Regions from separate parts of the Mus musculus genome. Here region 1 is linked to region 2. Evidence: chromatin contacts called from public HiCAR-type data. All regions are on one chromosome and are shown on one strand. The core of a region is the stretch at or near the end of the contact, and the rest is flanking DNA. Distances in the headings are between cores, read along the strand shown.

Region 1 (2,700 bases), core at 11-2,510, 340 kb before region 2:
GCAAGTGCACCTCTAAGATTCTGATTCTTTCCTCGGCTGGAAGTTAAAAGTGCAGCGCTTTCGTTTCAGTGTGCTATATTCTATTTCTGCGCTATCTCACCGAGACCAGCCAAGCGGATCAACTACGTAGAAGGCAGAAGGATGCCTAGTCCCTCTCCATTCGTTCCTTAAGATCTCTGTGCCACCATCCTTTCCTCCTCCTTCTCTGTCACCCATTTCGTTTCCAGGAGGCGCAGAGAAGCTCCAAACTGAGCTTTCTCCAGCAGCCACGTGCCGAGAGTAGACCTAAAGGTCGGTTTTCGGACAGTCCATTTCATAGGATGTCTCAAGCGGGAGAGAATCAAATCCGGGTCACGTGAATACACTGCCTTGATAGTCTGTGTTGCTGTTGCAAATGATTCACAAGCCCTCAAGAAGGAAGGCTGGCTGTCCTCCAGCCTCACCGCCCACTCGTAGGAATATTGTAACCCAATTTTTCCCCAGGAGCGCATCTCTGCCCTGAAAGCAACTTTCCTCTCGGACTTGCCCGGTTGAACCCCGCCCTTCAAACCCCCAACTTGATTTGGAAAGCAGCCGGTCTCCACGGATGCACTAGGCAGTTTCCACCTAGGTTACGAAGGATGGCGGCACGTTTCGAACCACGTGCTTCTCCCCACAAGTGCCGCTTCGGACTCCCACCACCAGAACCCCAGTTTGCACAGGTGCAGGAGACAGAGCCAGAGGATAGCCCCCAGAAACCAGCGTTACCTTTCCACGCTTCCCACCGCCGTTCCTCCTCCCATCCCAGGATCCAGCCTGAGTCTGGAGCTCCATCCAAGCATCTTTCTTGGCGCCCGACTCCTCCAGGGTGGCTGAATGGAGAGCCCCACCCTACCCCCGGCGGTGCTCCAGCACCAGTAAGAGACATTAATTACCTCTGGTGCTTCTTGAGCTAGCACCTCTTACAGCTTCCAGGTTCCTAGGTCGAAAAAGGGTCGGATCCAGCAGATGGTGCGGGAGGCCGCAGAGGAGCTGTCTGGAGAACAGAAACAGCTTGCCAAGGGCAGGATTGGTTTCGGGAGTCGCTGTCCTGCAAGCTGGCACGGAGAAACTCGTGAGCGCCTGTGTCTGCCTGGAATATTGCACGGGATGCTGGCGTGTGGTTCCTGGGGCGCCTGTGAATGTATGTATGTATGTATGTGTGCGTGCGTGTTATGTGAATGTGTGTATGTGCATGTCTGTGTGTGTGCGTGCGTGTGTGTATGTGTGTATGTGCTTGTGTGTATGTGTGTGTGTGTGTATGAGTGAGGGTGTGACGGAGGCTCCCACGTGCCCAACCAGCTAGTGCTGCGTCCCCCCGACAGGCTGCGGGGGAGAGGGGGTGGCTGCGGGCGGGGACACGGCGCCAAGGATCGAGCCAGGTCTGCAGGCTGGGAGCCGCCTCTCCCATCACCCATGACGCAGAGTCCACTGCGGCTGCCCGCTGCGTCCTCCCAGCGCACAGAGCTAGGCCCGCGGCGGGATATTGGGTGGATCTGGGGAAGCCCCACGTAGAGCCAACAAAACAAGTTGGACAACCCCTCCCCAACACCTCCGCCATTCTAACGTCTGTCTTCTAACCCACTCAGCTAAAAGGCAACGCTAACAACTGCAATTGTCCTGTTCTGCCACTTTGCTGGAATCTGTAAGAAGTCTAGCCAGAGGTAAAGGATTCTGGGCTTTCTGCCTCTCCAGCCCCCCATACCATCTATTTACATATTTTGTGAAAGAAAAGCTTTGGATCTTTGCTTCTCAGCTGAGTCCCGACAGCCTCAAGGATCCCAGCGAGGTTGTGTAAAGTGGTATTAGGGAACTAATCCTCACTTTAGGTCTGTGCCTATGTAGCAGATTCTCCTTCAAAGGATCTCTACCAGCTAAAGACTGACTTACCTCTTCCAATAGTCAAAGCATGCTTTCAACTAAGCCACGTGGAGAATCCTTAAACTATGCATGGATGAACACAAAGCTTTGCCTCTGTAAAAATAACTGAACTCCTCCTTAAGCAGGACAAGACATAAAATTTATGATCGTTGACACTTGAAATTTTTCAAGGAAATGCAAAAGGAACCTAGAACATATTACAGGAGGATGGGTTTCATTCTTCAGCGAGGTACATTTCATCATTTTTAAGATAATTAACATGTCAATAAACGTTATCGTTTGTAGGCCTTCCAAGGACTCTCTCAAGTTTTCTTTTTGGACATCAAGAACAAGCCATTATTAGGGACATCACTATATATTTTGTGACAGTTGGCTGGTTACATGCTTTTAGAGTAGAATTCAGTTATCAGTGGAGTCATGTAAGTAAGGGATGTAAACTTCAGTGTGTAGAGTTCCCAAGGAAAATATTCTTAGGTTTTAATGGCTTGTATCCAATTAAGATTAACTTTAGTAGTGAAGCCACTGTTGGAGATGTTCTCATAAAGTGAGGAATATCTTTCAAAGGAATCACAAGAACCTAGATTTCAGGTAAGAACATTGCCACTAATCCTTTTCAAAGAACCGAGAGATTTTTCCACCAGCCTGTCTTCAAATTCACTTAAAAAAAAAAATTAAATGTCAAAGTTAATCCCTGGGGTGCCTCTTTTCTATCACTGATGTTGCTTTTTCATTAAAAAATAAAACGAAGACATCTACAAGAAGCTTTTAGTGACGATCTTAGGTCATAATGTGGTTCTTCCC
Region 2 (2,702 bases), core at 123-2,622:
ACGTAACCCGGAGAAAAGGGGCAGCCGCTGTGGAAGGCCTCTGTGGTGAGAGAGGAAGGTTATGTCAGGATCGGTGGGCAGAGACCTCCCTTGTCCATAATTTGTAGGGGAGTTTCACCAAATTTGCAAGCTTGGCTGATCTATTGCAAATGGCTTCTTGAGTGTGCCCAAGGCAAGGAACTCTTTTTTTTCCCTCCCCCGCCTCAGACGCCTCGGGCTCCTCAGAAGCTGAAGTGGGGCACAAGGCCAAGCAGAATGGTTTTCATCTCCAAAGCGCCGTTTTACCTTCGCTAGCATCCCGGTCAGCTGGACCAAGGAAGGGTTTTGGGTCCGCAACTGTGAGTCCAACCCCAGTCCGCGGAGCCACTAGCTTCTGCAACACTCTTTTCGAAGGCACCGCCCCAACTCTTGAAACCTGTATATAGTACAACTTTTGTTAAAACACTCTGACCGCATTCATCTCCCAACGCTGTTTTGCGTGATGAGTTCCTCTGACCTCCACTAAGAAAGGGGTTTCAGGGCCACTTGTCTCTATGAATTTTCAATAATAGTAATAATAATAACAACAACAACAACAATACATTTTGTCCTAATGATTCGTGTGGACCAAGAATGAGGTGGTTATTGTTTGGTATTGGTAAAATCAAATATTCAAAGACTCTCCCTCAACCTTCCATTCCGTTAGATGCCACTGCATCCTTACTCCGGTGCATCCGACAGCAAACGAGAAGGCCAGGGCCTTGTAAGGGAGAGCGCTGCGGCCGCCACGACGCCAGCCTTTTAGGTTAGAGGCAACCTCGGCCCCTTTACCTCCAGCAAGCCGGTTAACAGCCGCCGCTGTATCCGGCGTCTTGGGCTCAGATTAATGTGGATCTTCCATGTAAACGATTTACGGATGAAATAAAAGCTCTTTAGAGCAATACTTCCTTTCAAGTTCTTAAGATGCCTCTAAATCTTCTGGGAGTGAGTGGCTGGGGTGGGGGCGGGGTGTACAGCGGGTGTTGGGGGAGTGGGGGTGGGGGGTAGCGGGGGTGGGGGAGATGGCCCGGCAAGGCCTCTGGGAGTGGAGCGTTAACCGCTCTGCGTTCTCACCAGGCTCCTCGGCAATGCCAGTCCCACTGTCGAGGCGACTACGATTCTGGGTGTCCTTGTCTCTCCTGGCATTTGTCTGAAATGGAACTGTCTGTCTGAACTAGGCCGGGGACGCGCCCTACCCTGGGTAAGGAGGGAAGATGGGGGTGGGGTGGGGGAGGAGGGGGCCTGGGGTGGAGTTAGTCCTTGCCTATTTTCATATTCATTAGGACTGGGAGGTTGCCGGAGGAGCCCAGCTGAGTTTCAAGATATAAAAGCAACTTCGGGTGCCCCTTCTGCAGCCGGGACGTATTAAGAGTCTGGGAGCTGGGCAGCTCCTGGCGTCGCAGGTCTCGCTTCCCCTTTCCCTCCTCTCTGACCCTCCCTACTCCCGCCCACTGCTCCCTCCTCCCTCCGCGCCCTCCAGCCTCCGCACGCCCCGGAGAGCTCGCGGACAGCCTTTCCAGGATTATGGAGTTTCTGAGCGAGAAGTTTGCCCTGAAGAGCCCGCCAAGTAAAAACAGTGACTTTTACATGGGCACAGGAGGCGCGTTGGAGCACGTTATGGAGACGCTGGACAATGAGTCCTTTTACGGCAAAGCGACGGCTGGCAAATGCGTGCAGGCCTTCGGGCCGCTGCCGCGAGCGGAGCATCACGTGCGCCTGGACAGGACTTCGCCCTGTCAGGACAGCAGCGGTAAGTCACCAGCACCCCGGCTGACCTCCAGCCCCCAACCCCATCCTAATCCCTACTCCCTAGCGGCCTGACCAGGGCTCCAAACTGAGCCCCAGTCTCAGCCATCCTTCCCCGAAGTGAGGTACGGTGCGGGTCGAAGTAAAGAAATGTGGCAAGAGGAATCCAGATTGCTGGGGACCGGGCGCCGCGCACTCTGGGACTCCCGCAACCGGCCGGGGTCCAGAGCTAAATCCTGCCGGATTCTATTTCACTTTCGGATAGAGTTCACAACTGGACAAGAAGGATCTGACCAGGATCACAGTGTAGGTTAACAGGACTCCAAATAAGTCATAATTGAGTTAAAATACCGCACCACCGCTGTGAACCCTCCAGGATGCCGGGGCTCGGGGATGTGAAATCCATCACTAGATGTCATAGTGGTCAGGAAAACCAAAATCTTTGAGCTCTTTTATGTGTGCATGAGTGGGAAGCTACGAAACCGTTTTTAATGTCCTAGGAGTGACGACATTTTTATTGTATTTCTCTGTTGCTATATATATATTAGCTTGTGTGAACTTAAGTTTCTGCCGATTTTCTTTACTTCTTTATTGCGTTTGTGATGAGCAAACATACATTTTGGTAAAAAACCTAATCATTTTAGCTTTTGGGCAAAGCATTCCGGATAAAAACCACTCACTTGGGGATTCTGCATTGTCTGTTTTTCTTCTTCCACATAAAATGTCACCTAAGGAGCCTTTCGGAGTGTTTCTGGACAGAATCTTCAACTCTGAATGCCAGACTATCTCCAAGTCAAAATGTTATCAAAACAAACCATCTATCTTTTTCTATCTTGTAGCCCAGTGCAATCCCTATCATTTCACATCCCGACAGTTAAAACAGGTTTATGATTCTAAGAGGACTTTTCCTTATCATGGTGTATACGCCGCCCTTAAAT

Evidence for each region. HiCAR-type assays count read pairs that join an accessible place to other places.
Region 1: a contact with region 2 is called in a HiCAR-type map of astrocytes, with 2.9 times the contacts expected there. The contact joins the promoter of Slc6a15 here to the promoter of Alx1 in region 2. A contact is called at or near these places in 3 of 39 promoter capture datasets (cranial neural crest, embryonic stem cells and stem cell-derived epiblast-like cells), 4 of 484 Hi-C or Micro-C datasets (LSK cells and embryonic stem cells) and 1 of 115 datasets of contacts at active chromatin or transcription factors (astrocytes).

Annotation. Positions count from the first base shown.
Region 1 is chr10:103,366,368-103,369,067 of GRCm38.p6, reverse strand. Slc6a15 (solute carrier family 6 (neurotransmitter transporter), member 15) reads right to left here and starts at 1,260. Exons shown (of 12, transcript NM_001358821.1): 1 at 915-1,260. It overlaps 6430590A10Rik (a long non-coding RNA gene), which reads left to right. Exons shown (of 2, transcript XR_380754.3): 1 at 1-896; 2 at 1,608-1,879.
Region 2 is chr10:103,027,447-103,030,148 of GRCm38.p6, reverse strand. Alx1 (ALX homeobox 1) reads left to right here and starts at 1,372. Exons shown (of 4, transcript NM_172553.4): 1 at 1,372-1,768. The coding sequence starts at 1,543. It overlaps Gm34298, which reads right to left and starts at 1,164. Exons shown (of 4, transcript XM_006514426.1): 1 at 1,093-1,164; 2 at 811-948; 3 at 286-415; 4 at 1-40. The coding sequence starts at 1,164.